Regions from separate parts of the Mus musculus genome. Here region 2 is linked to region 1. The links are chromatin contacts, called in public Hi-C maps. All regions are on one chromosome and are shown on one strand. The core of a region is the stretch at or near the end of the contact, and the rest is flanking DNA. Distances in the headings are between cores, read along the strand shown. Region 1 holds the start of Mak16 (MAK16 homolog). Region 2 overlaps Fut10 (fucosyltransferase 10).

Evidence for each region. Hi-C and Micro-C count contacts between places; a contact is called where the count stands out from the background.
Region 2: a contact with region 1 is called in a Hi-C map of uterus, with 2.4 times the contacts expected there. The contact joins the enhancer-like site here to the promoter of Mak16 in region 1. A contact is called at or near these places in 5 of 39 promoter capture datasets (the C10 cell line, the HPC-7 cell line, embryonic stem cells and 2 more), 10 of 484 Hi-C or Micro-C datasets (differentiating embryonic stem cells, embryonic stem cells, forebrain and 6 more), 3 of 115 datasets of contacts at active chromatin or transcription factors (astrocytes and embryonic stem cells) and 3 of 9 other capture datasets (adipose tissue, liver and pancreatic islet).

What each region holds. Positions count from the first base shown.
Region 1 is chr8:31,166,919-31,170,134 of GRCm38.p6, forward strand. It overlaps Mak16 (MAK16 homolog), which reads right to left and starts at 1,806. Exons shown (of 10, transcript NM_026453.3): 1 at 1,747-1,806. The coding sequence starts at 1,761.
Region 2 is chr8:31,210,237-31,213,308 of GRCm38.p6, forward strand. The region is part of intron 3 of Fut10 (fucosyltransferase 10); the gene reads left to right. Among named protein-coding and RNA genes, the nearest start is that of Fut10, 24 kb to the left of the region's middle. Within about 2 kb of position 1,540, at least 38 of the 459 cell types and tissues checked have an H3K27ac peak or open chromatin away from gene starts, as enhancers often do. A contact at or near this core is called in muscle stem cells and uterus, where this site is marked.

The sequences.
Region 1 (3,216 bases), core at 556-3,055:
ATGATGAGGACCATGTCAGAGCACATTGCTGGGTGTCACAGTGAGGAAAGGGTCTTTAGGGAATGAAAAGATAGAGCTATCTTTTAATAGGCCTCGCTCGTCCCCTAACATGAATACATATATTCTTATAAACAACAACAAAGTCGCAAGAAAAACCTAAATGCAGATACGACCATACCCTATTACTCAGCAACAGAAGTTCATTTATAGTTAGTAACTACTTCCCCAGAATTATTTTCAATACATACATACATTCTAGCATCTGTAGTATGCCCTTATGTATAGTGTGAACAAAATGAGCCCTATCACATTTACATTGTAACTTTTTTTACATGTGTTCATTATCCATTGTCCAATTCTGCACAGCACTAGATACTTAGATATACACACCATCATCACAACCTTATTACCTTCTACCTTGTCTCTCTAATGTGTTCTGCACTCTAAAGTAAAGGCACTGCCGTCTCCAAACACAAACCCTGGCGTTTGCTGGATGAGAACAATCCTACGGTCCTTACATCCCGGAACCTGGTGAAGTGCATAGTATATAAAAACGGTGCATCAAGTTGCAATCACTAAAGCCACATATGGGGGTGTGTGTGTGAGCATAAAGGTCTCTAGATGGACTGCACTGAAGAGCCAAGAAGGACCCTAGAGCAGTTAAAGGGGGGAAGAACGAAGGGCCAAAGAATAAAACACACAGGGGTAAGGATTGTAGGAAACGAGAAGTGGAGTGGGTGTATTATTCAGCTTCGTGGTCAGACCTCTTACACATCATTTGGTCACACCTCTTTCCTGGGCACCGGATTTGTCTGTGCGCCCAGCTGCCCACTTAGCATCTCTAAAAGGATCCCGATGGTAAACATACCCCAGTGCAACTCTCATTTTCACGCTCTTCTTAAATTAAAAAAAAAAAAAAATACAACAGTTCTCCCTAGTTCCCACTAAAAAAGACCTGGAAACCATTTCCTTCAAGGTTCTCCCTGACCTTGTCCGGGCAAGCCTATCAAATCCAGTCTCCCCCTCATCCTCTGGATTCCTGTAACAAGTCCTTCCCTATCTCTCATCTTTGTACCTTTACTATTCCTACGGCTCTTCAGTGGCTGCCTCAGTCCCAATTCTGGGGTTTTTAGCCCAATGTGACTGATCTACCGCTCTTTCTCCATTACTCCTCTTTCATAGTACCGTTATTCTCCATCCCCAGAGTGCTCATGAGAGCAGAGGTTTTTTTGGTTTTTTTTAAATGTCTTTTGCCCGACTGTTAACAACCAATCATCACACTGAACCTACACCAGTTGGATACTGGCTATGTACTTACAACTCTGTGAACAGACAAACGAAGTCTTACTTCCGAAACTACGCCTCGGGCAGGCTGCAGAGCAAAATAAAAAGCCTAACACTGGAGAGGTAGCGCTCATGGAGGAGTTCCCTAAGCACGGATTTTAAACATCGCATCTCTCCCGCCTTGCCACCCCGAGACAACTGCCGTTCAGATGGCAGCTGGCACAAAGGGCTTCACTGCCAAGCACTAGGGACTAAGGAAGCCCACCCGGCGGGCTGGGGCTGGGGTGGCCTGGCCTTCTACACGCGCGTGGGAAGCCACTATCGGAAATCGGGGCTCTGCAAGTCTCGCCATCCGGGAGAAGCGGAGACAAACGGGCCGTCTGAGCGTGCGGGACTGAATCCTAAATGAGCGAAATGCCGCGCAAAACCCAGTGGTGCCAAGGCGAGAGGAGGAAAACTCACGTCGTCCGACTGCATGGTGCCGGCAGCTCAGCTCGCCGCATTAGGAAGGACCGGGGAAGCGGCCACGCTTCTTCCGCGGAGCCACTTCCGGAGAGCCACTAACCTATCGCGAGAACGTCTCAGTGTCCCAGAAGCCCGTGACGTCCCCGGGCACAGTGAGCATGCGCGCTTCCGCGCCAGCGCACGCTTGGATCCTGGCGTGCTCGCCTCCGGCAGCCCTTGCCCTAGGAGCGCACATATCGTCTTGTCCTGCTTGCTGTGTCTCTGCGCGAGCTCCAAACCTCTAAAAAGTGGGGCTTCTTTGTCCTCTCTAACCCAAGGCGCACCCTCCGAGTCACTTGTGCACGCGCGGGGCTTTAATGCTAATTACCGTCCCATTTCTGGCCGTGGCCGCGTGCCTGGAAAGCCTGAAGCCGTCAGCTCTTTTACCAACCCGCGGGAACTTCTAGCAGCCATCTCCGTTCTCACTTTGAAACACACACGGCAGTGTCGTATGGGGAAACAACATAACAAACGAAAAAAACCTGTATGCATGTGACCCCCAAACGGACAGATTCTACTGTCGCTCCCTTGCTCCTTCTGTAAGGATCAAACTCGGGTTACCAGACTCACACTCCTTCCTGAGCCATTATCCAGGCCTGAGAAAGTGCTTTTAAAAGGTCAGCAGGAGTGATAATAAAATGAGGGTTGCTTCCCCAGTTCTCCCTTTTGAAAGCCATTAAGTAGTTCAAGTGATTTTGAAGAAATTGTCATGTGCCAAATACAGTCCCGGACAGAGCAATGAAGGGGAACAATGTTCTACACCCTCAAGGTCCTTACTTAGCAATGGGATTCAGAGACTTGTACCATAAACTGTATAATATAATGTTTAAGTACTGTTAAGTGCTGTAAAAGCAACGAGGCAGCTGTGAACACTCAGCTAGTGGGGAGGTTGGTTCGGGAGCTTGAGACCAACTTGAGTTTTACAGGGAGGTCATAGCCGGATGCTGGCAATGGTGATAACGATGAGGATAACGCAAAGTAAGTTAGTGGAGACAGGTTCTTTTAGAAAGGTTTATATGTAGCAGACAATGGCCTAGTCGGTCATCAATGGGAGGAGAGGCCCTAGATCCTGTGAAGGTTCTATGCCCCAGTATAAGGGAATGCCTGGAGTGGAATGCCAGGAATGGGAGTGGGTGGGCTGGGGAGCAGGGGGAGGGGGTAGGGGATTTTCGGAGGGGAAACTAGGAAAGGGAATAACCTTTGAAATGTAAATAAAATATCTTTTAAGAAAGGAAGGTTTATTGGGAGAATGCGGTAGAAGTAAGTGATAATTAGGTAGAGAATCACATTGAGGTAATGCAGTAAGTTGTGGCATCAGGGTGTGTGTGCCTTTTAAGGAAAGATAATGAAGAGCCCTACACTTAAGGAGATAGTTGGAGTAAAAACAGACAAAGGAAAAGTGTGGGCTAGAGAACGGAGAGCAAGAGG
Region 2 (3,072 bases), core at 290-2,789, 43 kb after region 1:
TAGTCTTTCTCATCTATTGGATGGAACACAGGGCCCCCAATGGAGGAGCTAGAGAAAGTACCAAGGAGCTGAAAGGGTCTGCAACCCTATAGGTAGAACAACAATATGAACTAACCAGTACCCTCAGAGCTCATGTCTCTAGCTGCATATGTAACAGAAGATGGCCCAGTCGGCCATCATTGGGAAGATAGGCCCCTTGATCTTGCAACTTTATATGCCCCAGTACAGGGGAACGCCAGGGCCATGAATTGGGAGTGGGTGGGTAGGGGATCAGGGCGGGGGGAGGGTATAGCATTTGGAATGTAATTGAAGAAAATATCTAATAAAAAATTGGGGGGAAAAGAAAAAAGAAAAAGAAAACATGACTGCCATCCAGGGCATGGTGGTGCACGCCTTTAATCCCAGCAGTTGGGAGGCAGAGACAGACGGATCTCTGAGTTCAAGACCAGCCTGCTGTCTAGAGTGAGTTACATGACAGGCAGGGCCAGGTCTACACCGAGGAACCCTTTCTTGAAAACCAACAACAACAGCAAAAACAAAGAGAATGAAAAAGAAAACACAACTTGTAGTTCCTTTTCCCATGGCCATGAGCAGTTGCTCTCTTATATCCAAAGTTGCACAAAAGTATGTCAGAGCTGTCTCTTTCTCCTTAGCACAATCTCTCCTAATTTTCAGCTCTGCATACTGGTTCTTGCCCATTTTCACGGACTCCCCTGAATACCATAACTTCTTCCCTGGTCAGTGCCTCCTCCCAGCACGCTCTAGTGGTCTTGCATGCAGCTGCTTGCCTCTTCTGCTGCTTCGCTCCCCATTTCGCAGCCTCTATCCATGCTGACTTCCTTTCTTCTCGTGTAATTACCATGCTACCTGCTATCTGAAACCACACTGCTGCTTTCTCCTCTGGAATGTTCCTTCTACTCCCTAATTCTCTTTGTTCCACTCATCCACTCATCCTTCAATCTCAGCCTGTATCACTACTACCCTAGGACACCTCCTCTAACCTGCTGACCAGGTCTAGCCTGCCCTTAAAACATCTCACAAGTCCTCTGAGTTCTGATGTAACATTTACCATGTGACTGATCGCTGGGTGCCTTTCCTACTGTGCTGTGAGCTTCACAAAAATGAGGGCTTTTGCCATTTTACTTCCTATTGTATTTCTAGTCCTGAACATACTCCCCCCCCCCCCCCCCCCCGCCCCCATGCCAAACACTGAAAGAGCTGCCCTGGCCAACCTAATCAAGAGTTTTGTGGCAAGAGTAAGCTGTTCCACATGATGACAAGAGGGGGCAGCAGAGAGCTGTCAGAGTAGAAGCCTCTGTGAGGTTAGCAAACCAGGCTTGTCCGGCTCTTTAATTAGGAACAGACTAGGAGAGGGAGAAATGTCAATTTGGAAACCGAGAGGCCAGAGAACGATCTGTTCAGAAGAAAAATGGGGTGAGAGTGAGAAGGTTCTAGCAGGAGTTCAGGAGAGGAGGCTGGTGAGGTTTGTGAGCATGTCTTAGCCCCTGGCTGGGTGTCCTCATTCACGGCGGTCCTTTCCAGGGCTGGAAAGGATCCTGCCCCAGTCATGCTGCAGACAGGCTAGTCCATGAGGATGGGAGCCGCTGTGTTCTGGCCAGCAGCTTCTTTTCCTCTGGGAGCTCACAGTACATAGAGAGTGGCAATTCTGTCCCTCCACGAGATTTGAGACTCACAGGCTGGACCTTGAGACACGAGGAAGAAGGAGAAGGGTAGGAAGTAACATTTCCAAAGTGCCCTGTGTCACAGACACAACAAAGTCTGTCTGGTAAGATTACACTTTAACGCATTTGAAAGGTGGATGTATTCTGCTCTGCGGGTTACAGTCGTAAGTGTCGGCCATTCATCAGGCGGCTAATCTGAATTTTAACCTTAGCCTCGTGGTTTACAAATCTGTCTTTCTGATATGTACTCAGAAGACACGGAGACTCCCCCCACATTTTTTAAAGCTTCTTCTTGTGTAAGGAGAGCATGGTCTCTTTTTACTCCTGTGTTACACGAGGACTAACATTTTTATGAGGGAGGTGGAGAGTTCAGCTTGGCTCACTTGAGGGCTCTGGGTTCCACCCCCAGCACCACACACAGAAAAGCTGCGCTGGAAACGGTTACCCTAATTATGTGTGTGTTGGTTTCTGGGAAGTATTTAGGTTGATATCCACACTCTGTGTGGCTGGCCTGTAAAGGGAACTCTGTCAGGACCTTCCTCTTGATTTTATATGGAAACAAGCAAACATTTTGGGAGGGTTTCTTGGTCAGAGTGGCTCCCCGTGTAGAGAAAGGAGTTATCAGCTCACAGCTCAGGAACCAGCTTTAGAATTATTCCGAGTTTCTGTGAGGTCCTCTGGAGAGAGTCCCCTCAGGAGAGCTTGCTCTTACGCCCACCCTCCATACCCCCAGTACCTCTATTGCCTTCACTGTCTCCATGGTCTCCACTGCAGGCACTGTGCCTGCTACACCCACTGCGCACACTGCACCCACTGCTTCCTGTGTGCCCACTGCCTCCACTGCATGCACTGTGCCCACTGCTCTCACTGCATCTACTGAGCCCACTGCACCTGCTATGCCCACTGTTCCCACTGCCCCCACTGTGCCCACTGCACCCATTGCCTCTACTGCACCCACTGCCTCCGCTGCACGCACTGTGCCCACTGACCCCACTATACCCACTCTATCCCCTTGCACCCTCTGCACTCACTGCTCCCACTACTTCATCCACTGCATTAACGGTGCCCTCTGCCTCCACTGCTCCTACTGTCCCCGCTGCCCCACTGAACCCACTGCACCTACTGCACTCACTGTAGCCCTACACTCCCTGCAGCCACTGCACACACTGCCTCCATTGAGCCCACTGACCCTACTACACCCACTGTACCCCTTTGTACCCTCTGCGCTCACTGCACACTGCACCCACTGTGCCCACTGGGCCCATTGTTCTCACTGTCTGTCTCTCCTGCCCCTCAGTACCCAATGCCCTCACTGTGTCCCCTGCACTCACTGCACATATTACACTGTAGGCTTTGGCTTGCTATGCCTGAGCACCCTAGCCCAGGTCCC